Regions from separate parts of the Mus musculus genome. Here region 1 is linked to region 2. A link is a contact called in public HiChIP or PLAC-seq data. All regions are on one chromosome and are shown on one strand. Each heading gives the region's core, a stretch centred on a gene start, on an enhancer-like site or on the middle of the called end of the contact. The rest is flanking DNA. Distances are from core to core; before and after follow the strand shown. Region 1 overlaps Igfbp7 (insulin-like growth factor binding protein 7). Region 2 holds the start of Noa1 (nitric oxide associated 1).

Region 1 (4,178 bases), core at 1,388-3,887, 58 kb after region 2:
TCTCAATGATAGGCACCGTGTTCAGATGTCTTTCTTCAGACTGAGCATCTTATAATAACTTCACATCCTTTCCTGGGGTTTGCACTGACCATGGAATGTGAACAGAAAATTGCTTCTTGCGATTTGTTGCTTATGAACAGACTGTACGTGGCTCACAAACAGGCATTTTCTTTTCTTTTTTTTAAAAATATTTTTATTAGGTATTTTCCTCATTTATCCCATGTTATCCCAAGAGTCCCCCATACCCTCCCCCCCCAACTCCCCTACCCACCCACTCCCACTTCTTGGCCCTGGCGTTCCCCTGTACTGAGGCATATAAAGTTTGCTTGACCAATGGGCCTCTCTTTCCACTGATGGCCGACTAGGCCATCTTTTGATACATATGCAGCTAGAGTCAAGAGCTCTGGTGTTACTGGTTAGTTCATATTGTTGTTCCACCTATAGGGTTGCAGACCCCTTTAGCTCCTTGAGTACTTTCTCTAGCTCCTCCATTGGGGGCCCTGTGATCCATCCAATAGCTGACTGTGAGCATCCACTTTTGTGTTTGCTAGGCCCCGGCATAGTCTCAGGCATTTTCTTATTATCTTCCCCTTTCTTGTGTGGATTCAGCACAAGAACAAGGTCCAGTCTGAATAAAAGGTCTCAATTCGGAGTCTGTCCCCTCAACCTACTGCAGAATGTTCTAGATGGGTCTGAGCCCACCCTAAGGATGCTTCTGTCACATGCGGTCTGAGGGTTAAGTCAAACAAGGCATGTTCAGGTAAGTGAGGCATGAAGTCCCTCTGGGAGGGTGGATGAGCCCCAACAGGCCTCTGTTGCAACCTCGCCAAGTGGTGAGTTAAACTATTCAGCACAGACCCCATCAAGTCGGAGTCCTTAACTACCGGCCTAACCCGTGGCTGACTAATGTCCGTACACGTTCATTTAGGCTGGGTGTTATTTGATGTACACAGATGAAGAACTGACTTTAAAGTGTGTCTTTCTGAGGGGAAACTCCCTAGTTACCTGGGTGTTTCTTACTCATATTAACATAGCCTTGGAAATCACAGGCCTGGCCTGCCTGGACGATGACTGACCATAAATCCAAGGTGCTAAGATATCATTTTTTCCTATTCCGCAAGCACAGAACTGCTTAGGGGAAATTTCCACAGGAAGGCCAAGCCAGGCAGACAGTCCTTCCCAATTCTCGGATGTCTAAAGGCTAGCTAGCTAGGGAGCTCCCAGAACTCCACATCCACAAGTCTATGGCAGCCCCATTCTCCAAATGAACATCCGCAGGCATCCGGGAACCCTCTGGCACCTGGACGGACTTCCTCATCCCGCTGTGGAGGGGGAACTCTCTGCTCTGGAGGCTTGCCCATTTCAGAACAGGCTCTGCTCTGCCCAATAAAGGCTGCAGGCTGGTTACAAATAGATGTCCTCCCTGGGGGGAAATACGTACGGGCCTCCCAGAGGGCTCTCAGCATCATCAGGTTGAACTGTTTAAGTGGCTGGAAGATTTTCAAAGACTGAAGAAGGGCAAAGTCTGAATTTACAGGAATCTCACAGAGCTGAGAACAATGGGCCTTCAGGAAAGGATGAAGGTTTTTGGCATTCTGAGGATTGGATCAGCCAGGAGAGAGATCTGTACTTTAGGAACACCCGTGGGTTCCTAAGCTTACAGGCTAACAGCTCTAGAAGCAGCCCTCAGAGTTGGAGTGTGCAATAGAATCTGTTAGCAGAGTTTGTGTGGCCTCTGGAAGGGCCCACAGGGGAAGCTCCAACCATAAACATCCCACTGTATCTTCACCAGTGGGCGACAATTCAGTTGCACATTGGACTCTCTTCCAGGCATCCAGAATACATGGGAACTTAGGCCACATGCCCCGTTCTCGTTGGTTCTGACCCTGGAAGATTGTAATTGAGGGCAGGGCAGGCAGTAACTGGAGAGGAAGACAGGTAGGAAGATGGAAGGGAGGAGGGAAGGGATGACTGAGAGTAAGAATGGTCCTTGCTGCAGCTTTGGGCAAGAAGCACTAAGTACCACTTAGTACTTAGTACCACTAAGTAGTCCCTGGGGTGATGGGGATACCTCAGGGAGCCAGCTCTGTGTCAATGGTATGGAAACTTGGCCACAGCCCCAAGGCCCTTTCTGGCTGGTTTATTTAACCTGTCCAGGCACAGCGGACAGTGGCTCACTGCCCCTCCTTATTACAAGCAGTGAACTCACTGATATTTCTGAGTCTCCTTCTTGACCATTTTTTCTTTTTCTAGTTTTGTGAGTTAGAGTCACTGGTTCTCTGGCTATCCCACTCTGCCCCACTGCTGCTCTCTTGACTCCCACTCTGGATTCCATCTCTAGATGGGGTTTCTCCCTTGCGAGTATATGGGTGTTACTCATGGTATCCCCGCTCCCCTCTCTGTTCCTTCCTTGTCAGGTGGCCTGCCAGGACACCTTCTGGCTTTGAAAGGAGCAAGGTGTGCTGCAGAGGGGGGTCAGGCTCCTGGGGGCACGGTGGTTTACAGCCCTTGCTAAACCGGCGTTCAGCCACTGCACTGGCTGATGGTTTTACCCGGCAGGCCTTAGCCTCTGTCTCAGCTAGGACCTCCATGCTTACAACTGCTTGGCAGACAACCCCAGACATGAATCAGCCGCGCATAACTGAGCCCTCCCTGTTCTCTGTGGTTTTCCACCCCAGCCCCATGCCCTCTGGTTACTTTCTGTGTCGTCGTTCTGTCATGACCACAGACCCAGAAGCTCTCAGTTATCCGCCCCAAGTCACCCTTGTTTTCTACTCTTTGCTGAAGTGTTCTGGGCTTTTCTCCCAGTTTCCTAGCGGGATTTAGCATTTCTTCTTCCGCGTTCTGTATTTTCTACTGTTGTTTCTGAGGCTTAACTTGGAAGAGAAAGTTTTGTTTTTCTTTTGAGGCTAACTCTTCTTGGATAGGTCTTGGGGACAAATGAAGAATGCTGCTGTGCACTTGTCTTGTGCGCCACTGTCATCTCCTTATGTGTTTTGTCACAATGAGGAAAAAGTTTTTCCGAGCGCCTTGAATTTAGTTTGTAGCCCAGGGCGGTCCTAAACCTTCAATCTTCTTGTCTCAGCCTCCAGAGAGTGTGTGAGCTTACAGGCCTGCATCACCAGGCCTAGCTGGATGCTGTACTTTTAGAAGGACCGGGAACAACAAAATGCAAATTAGCCCAAATGCCAGGTGTGCCTGAGGTTCCTCTTGGCGGCCGGCCCTTTCTCTGCAGGGTTTCCTGCTACAGCAAACACCATCATTAACCTTGGAGCATTTTTGCTTTGTTTAAGTAAAATAATTTCCTCATTAGACAGAGGGATTTCACGTGTCTTTCTCCTTTTTTTTAGAACAGCCACACAGATAAGGGGAAACTCTGTTATAAACACAGGGGATTCAAATATTCTCCAAACTCTTGAAGTTGTAGCTTCAGTTCTCTTGGGTACATTCTCAGGGAATCTCTTCAGTAAGATATGTGGTCCTTTTAGGAATCTCGGGGCACGGGGACAAAGAACAGATAGATCTGTGAGTTCAGGTAAGCTGGCCAGCTTTAAGTATCAAGATGATATTGATCACAGCTTTACGTGTAGGTGAATCTTGGAATTGGAGGGGAGCCTGGTTTATGTAGCAAGTTCCAGATCAGCCAGAGTTACAGAGTAAACCCTGGAGATAGAGACATAGAGACAGCAGACACACACACACACACACACACACACACACACACACACACACACACAGACACACACACACACAGACACACACACACACACAGACACACACACACAGAGCACAGAGAGACAGAAACACAGGGAGTTAAGGAATGCAGAGAGGGGGGGAGGGAGGAGGGAGAGAGAGGGAGACATCTATAGAAAATGATGTGACAGTGGAGGGAGTGCCATGTGCTATGGTTTGGGGACAGCCATCCCCTCAGGTTCATAGGTGAAGGTCTGTAGGTGGTGTATATTAGAAGAAGGAGACGTTATTGGGACCTGGTTGAAACATGTCTTAACCCTGGCTCCTTCCTATAGAAGGAATGATAAGTTCTATTAGGAAACTAGAAGAAAACCCAAGAATACTCCACAAAGGATAAAAGATAAAGGGAGCTTTCTGGCCACTATATGGGGGACAGATTCCCTCTACAGTGCCCTTTCTGCACGATGCACTGCCTCACCATGGCC
Region 2 (4,405 bases), core at 408-2,907:
CATACTGTATCAGCTCTTTTATATGTGTTACAGTCCAAGAATAAGTCAATTCAGGGGGTGAATGAAGAGTAAGATTGGGGGGTAAGGGGTCTTAGAGTAAAAAGAAAAGTTTATTTTGTTTATGGATCCCATGGTAGCCTCCAACGATGTAGCTGAGAATGGCTTTGATCTCCTCCTGCCTCCACCTCCCTAATGCTGGGGATACAGGAGTTTGCCACCGCACATCCTTTTGGATGCGGTAGACTAACTCAGGTTTCGTGCATGCTAGGCAAGCACTTTAGCCCCAGTCCCTCTAGAAACATCTCTATTAGAAAACCAAACATGCATCGAACTTCCAAACACTAACCTGTCACAAGAGGTATGTCCAAAGAGAGGAAAGACATTTTAAAGGGACGGCTCCAGGCAGCTCAAGGTGGACATTTAAGGATATGTACTAGGTGCCTGGGTCAAATCTAATTTCTCAGCAATGGGGCCTCACCTGGCCAGGGGGAGATGGTGGCCCGGTCGATGGCTTCGGAGCCCTTGGCGGTGCAGTAATCAGACTCCAGGAGTGTGTTAAAGAGAGTGGACTTGCCAGCATTAGTGGTGCCCACCAGGTAGACATCACCACGGTAGCGCCAGGAGCGCTGAAGAGCAGAGATCATTTCTTCAACTCCATAGCCCGTCTTGGCGCTGATCAGTCGCACGTCCTTGACTACCGTGCGGGACCTGGAGGACGGATTCTGATTCTTTATCTCCTCCAGTGGCTCATCCCCGGCAGGGTACTGTGGTCCTTGATGACCAGGAGCCACCACGAGCCCGGCGCGGATGCAATCGTCCCACAGCCGCTTCCGCAGCCGCTTCAAGTAGCCGGGAGCGTCCTGGGGCAGCAGGTCCACTTTGTTCCCCAGCACGATGAGTTGCTTGGGGCCCACCAGCTTGGGCAGGTCGGGCAGCAGGGCGTCCGGCAGGTCTAGAAGATTCACCATATAGAGCACCAGAGCCGGCCCGGGACGCCGCAGCGCTGCGCTCACAAGCTCCAGGTACTGATCGCGGCTTACCTGCAGGCGCAGGGCTCGTCCGTGGTGCACCAGCAGCCAGCAGCGTTGGCACACGGTCCGCGCCGGGCCGCCTTCCGCCTGGGCAGCGTCGCGGAACTTCTCCTCCGGCAGGTAGCCCGGCAGGCCGGGATGCTGGCAGTGCAGCTCGGCTCCGCAGCCCGAGCAGTAGATGCCGCTGGGCGGCACCGAGGCGTCTGGAAACTCCGGGACAGGCAGCGTCCGGAAGCCCGCCCGCAGCTTCTGCTGAAGCCGCTCCTCCCGCTGCTGCAATCTCTCTCGTTCCTTCTCCTGCTGCAGCTGCTGCAACTCCCGCAGCTCCTGCAACTCCCGCACTTGTTCCTCCGGGGTCCGCTCCGGGACGTACTCCGGGAACAGAAAGCGTTCCTCCGTGTCCGGGCCTTCTGCATAGTCCTCGGTCGCCGTGGAGCTCGGGGGAACCCGACGGCCCAAGGATGATGCACGCTGGCGGATGGGGACCTCACACTTCCCCTCCAGAAGCCACCGTGCTGGGCCGTAGCACGCAGCGGCCGGCGCGGGGCCCCGCCGGAGCCCGCAGAGCAGCCCGCAAGCCAGGCGCGCGGGCAGCATGTGGACAGCGCGAGGAGGGCGGGGCCTCGCGCGCGCACGCGCGCTCGCGTCCGAGAAGTTCCTCCCCCAGCGACTAGACGAGAGGGAACTGTCCAACAGTGCGGCCGATTCTCGCACTCTCGCGATGACAGCTCTGAAACTCGAGAGTTCAGGCAGACGTGCAAAGGCACGGACTCGATAGAGCTGGGTGAGCAGAAGGTTCTCCAGTGCTCAGTCCACACGCGGAGCCATTTCTTTCATAAATCTTCAAACAAATCAAAACACGCAGCAAGAAACTTTCATTAGCGTAACCTAACTTCTGGCTAAGGAGCCGTCTGTCCTCAGCGGCAGCCAGCTAGTCATCACTCGCGCATGCGTAGTTCAAGTCCAGCCAGACCCTTTGCCAGTCGTCTGCGCAGGCGCAAGCCTCACACCCCGCCCCCTCGCTGAGACGCCGAGGATTCTGGGAACGTCGGAGACGGACATTGCTTGGTATCGCACTCTTGAGTTTGCCGCCGCGCTTCCCGTCTCCAGCTTTGCGATTCCGAGTAAGAGCTCCAGAAACCTTTGGCCAAGATGTATGACGCCGACGAGGGTAAGTGACCGCTTGAGGCACGCTTCACGCTATAGCCCCTTAGGCGGGACGGCGGGGGACCTGCAGCAGGGATCAGCGCCAGCCGCCGCATCCCGTCCGTGGCGCGCGGGCTCCCGGCAGCCTGGTTCCTACGATTTAGCCCGGGAACGAAGTGGGCTTTGCTAGCGGTGCAGGCTCGGGGTTCACGTTCCTGGGTCGGCTTGATTGCTCCCTACACGGCCTCCCGTTAAATCTGTAACCACCTTCCAGAATCGACATAGCGTAGCTTATTAACTAACATTTAGTTGTTTGATGTTGATTGATTTCATTTATCATTTCAGTCGACTTATTGAATAGCTATTATTATTATTATTATTATTATTATTATTATTAAACGGCACAGGGAATTGAACCCAGGGCCTGTCTGCACATACTCTGCTTCTGAGCCATATTTCTAGGCCCAGGAAGCTCAATTTTTGACCACGTCCTTGTGTTAGACATTGTTAAACTCTGGACGTATTAGGGACAAAGAACGGGTTCTGGGTTGACATTCCTTCACACTGTCTTCAGTTTAAGTAAACTGCCTTAAAAGATGGCCTTAAGCGGTCACTTCCCACGAGATGACAGTTCTAGGATGGTATGTTTTCCATTTTCACGAGGACAAAATGGCTTTTTACTTTTTGTATGAACACTTCTTAGTCCTACCCATTTTATTTTCATGTTGTGTGTGTGTTTTTTTTAAGCTCCCTTTTCTCTGATCAAAAATCATTTTATTCCAGCTCCCAACTTTGTGGCTGTCCTATGCATTCCCCTCCCTCCCCCTTTTCTCATGGAAACAATAGAAGCAAACGCTTTAACTTTTAAAATTGCTTCAATGTCTCAGACCCATTCATACCTCATTAGAATCTATTAGAATCGTTATATTCTTTTTAAAGTTATTCTTACTTGAAGGAAATTTAGGAGCTTTAAAACCATATGACATTTATTTATTTTGTGCATATGTATGAATGTGGGCGCACTCATGGGGTGTACCATAGAGGTCCTGGAGTTTGAATTCAGGTTCATGGCCCTCAGACTATATATTTCTGTAGAGCATATTTCACTCTTCAGATACTTTTAACAGGAGCGTGATGCTCAAACGAAGCTTTCTTACTGGACTGGAGATGTAGCCTGGTGCTCGTACTGCCTAGTGTGGGCCATGCTCTGCAGTCAGTCTTAGGCATGGAGGGGGTGGGGGAAGGTCATACTATTTGGAAAGCTGTACAGGGCATGGTGGGCATGAGTTGACTCTCTTTCAGAGTTTCTGAATCAAGGGGGCTGGAGAGATGGCTCAGCAGTTAAGAGTACTTGTCGCTCATTCTTGCAGAGGACTTGGGTTTGGTTCCCAGAACGTGCTGTGCATGAATCTAGGAGATCCAATAGTACATATCCGGAGCCCATGCGTGCATGTAGGCATAAAGATCATATGCATAAAATAAAAGTAAACCTTGAGAAAATCTGTGGGATTTCTGACTGGAATGTCTGTAAGTGGCTCTTACAGTTTGGCATTATCAGCGAGCATTGGGAAAGTATTAGAAGCTTTTTAGTGACAGTTCTGGCCTTCAGAGCAAACAAGTCAGAATTGCAGTGCTTTTTCTGACCTTGTCCTGAAACCATGTGACCTCATTCTAGCCGCAGGCTTTACTGGAGAGTTGAAAATTATGAAAACCCATGGAGAGGATGTATAGACCCTTTATCTTTGTTTCTTTTTGAGACAGGGGCTCATCGTGTCTCTCAGACTGGCCTGTCATTTATGGTGATCCTTCTACTTCTTGCCTCCTGAGTGCTGGAACGGCAGGTGTGCACCAGCATGCCTGGCTGACTCCTTATCTTGATAGGAGGGGCAAGATCACAAAGAAGAGGGTTGGGAATCTTTGGAAAAGGCCAGGCATGTTGGCACATGTCTTTAGTCATAGGTTGAGAGGCAGAGGCAGGAGGATCTCTGTAAGTTTAAGGCCAGTTCTTGTAGCTAGACTACATAGTGAGATCCTGTCTCAAAAAAAACCCCAAAAACCCATATATATATAATACATATATACTATACATATATGCATAGTGTGTATATATATATATATATATACACACACACATGTACATGCATGTATATATCATACATTTGAAATATGCATATATAAATGTATGAAATGTTGAAGTCATAGACCACCCCAGGGTGTTGCTAAGTTAA

The links. HiChIP or PLAC-seq counts read pairs in DNA pulled down with a chosen protein or histone mark.
Region 1: a contact with region 2 is called in an HNF4G HiChIP or PLAC-seq map of pancreatic cancer cells. The contact joins the enhancer-like site here to the promoter of Noa1 in region 2. A contact is called at or near these places in 1 of 39 promoter capture datasets (epiblast stem cells), 5 of 484 Hi-C or Micro-C datasets (embryonic fibroblasts, erythroid progenitors, muscle stem cells and 2 more), 6 of 115 datasets of contacts at active chromatin or transcription factors (the SCID.adh cell line, embryonic stem cells, memory CD8 T cells and 1 more) and 3 of 9 other capture datasets (adipose tissue, liver and pancreatic islet).

Annotation. Positions count from the first base shown.
Region 1 is chr5:77,365,209-77,369,386 of GRCm38.p6, forward strand. The region is part of intron 1 of Igfbp7 (insulin-like growth factor binding protein 7); the gene reads right to left. Among named protein-coding and RNA genes, the nearest start is that of Gm34648, 19 kb to the right of the region's middle. Within about 2 kb of position 2,638, at least 132 of the 459 cell types and tissues checked have an H3K27ac peak or open chromatin away from gene starts, as enhancers often do. A contact at or near this core is called in adipose tissue, embryonic fibroblasts, memory CD8 T cells and 4 more, where this site is marked.
Region 2 is chr5:77,308,429-77,312,833 of GRCm38.p6, forward strand. It overlaps Noa1 (nitric oxide associated 1), which reads right to left and starts at 1,658. Exons shown (of 7, transcript NM_019836.3): 1 at 479-1,658. The coding sequence starts at 1,628. Polr2b (polymerase (RNA) II (DNA directed) polypeptide B) reads left to right here and starts at 2,056. Exons shown (of 25, transcript NM_153798.2): 1 at 2,056-2,202. The coding sequence starts at 2,184.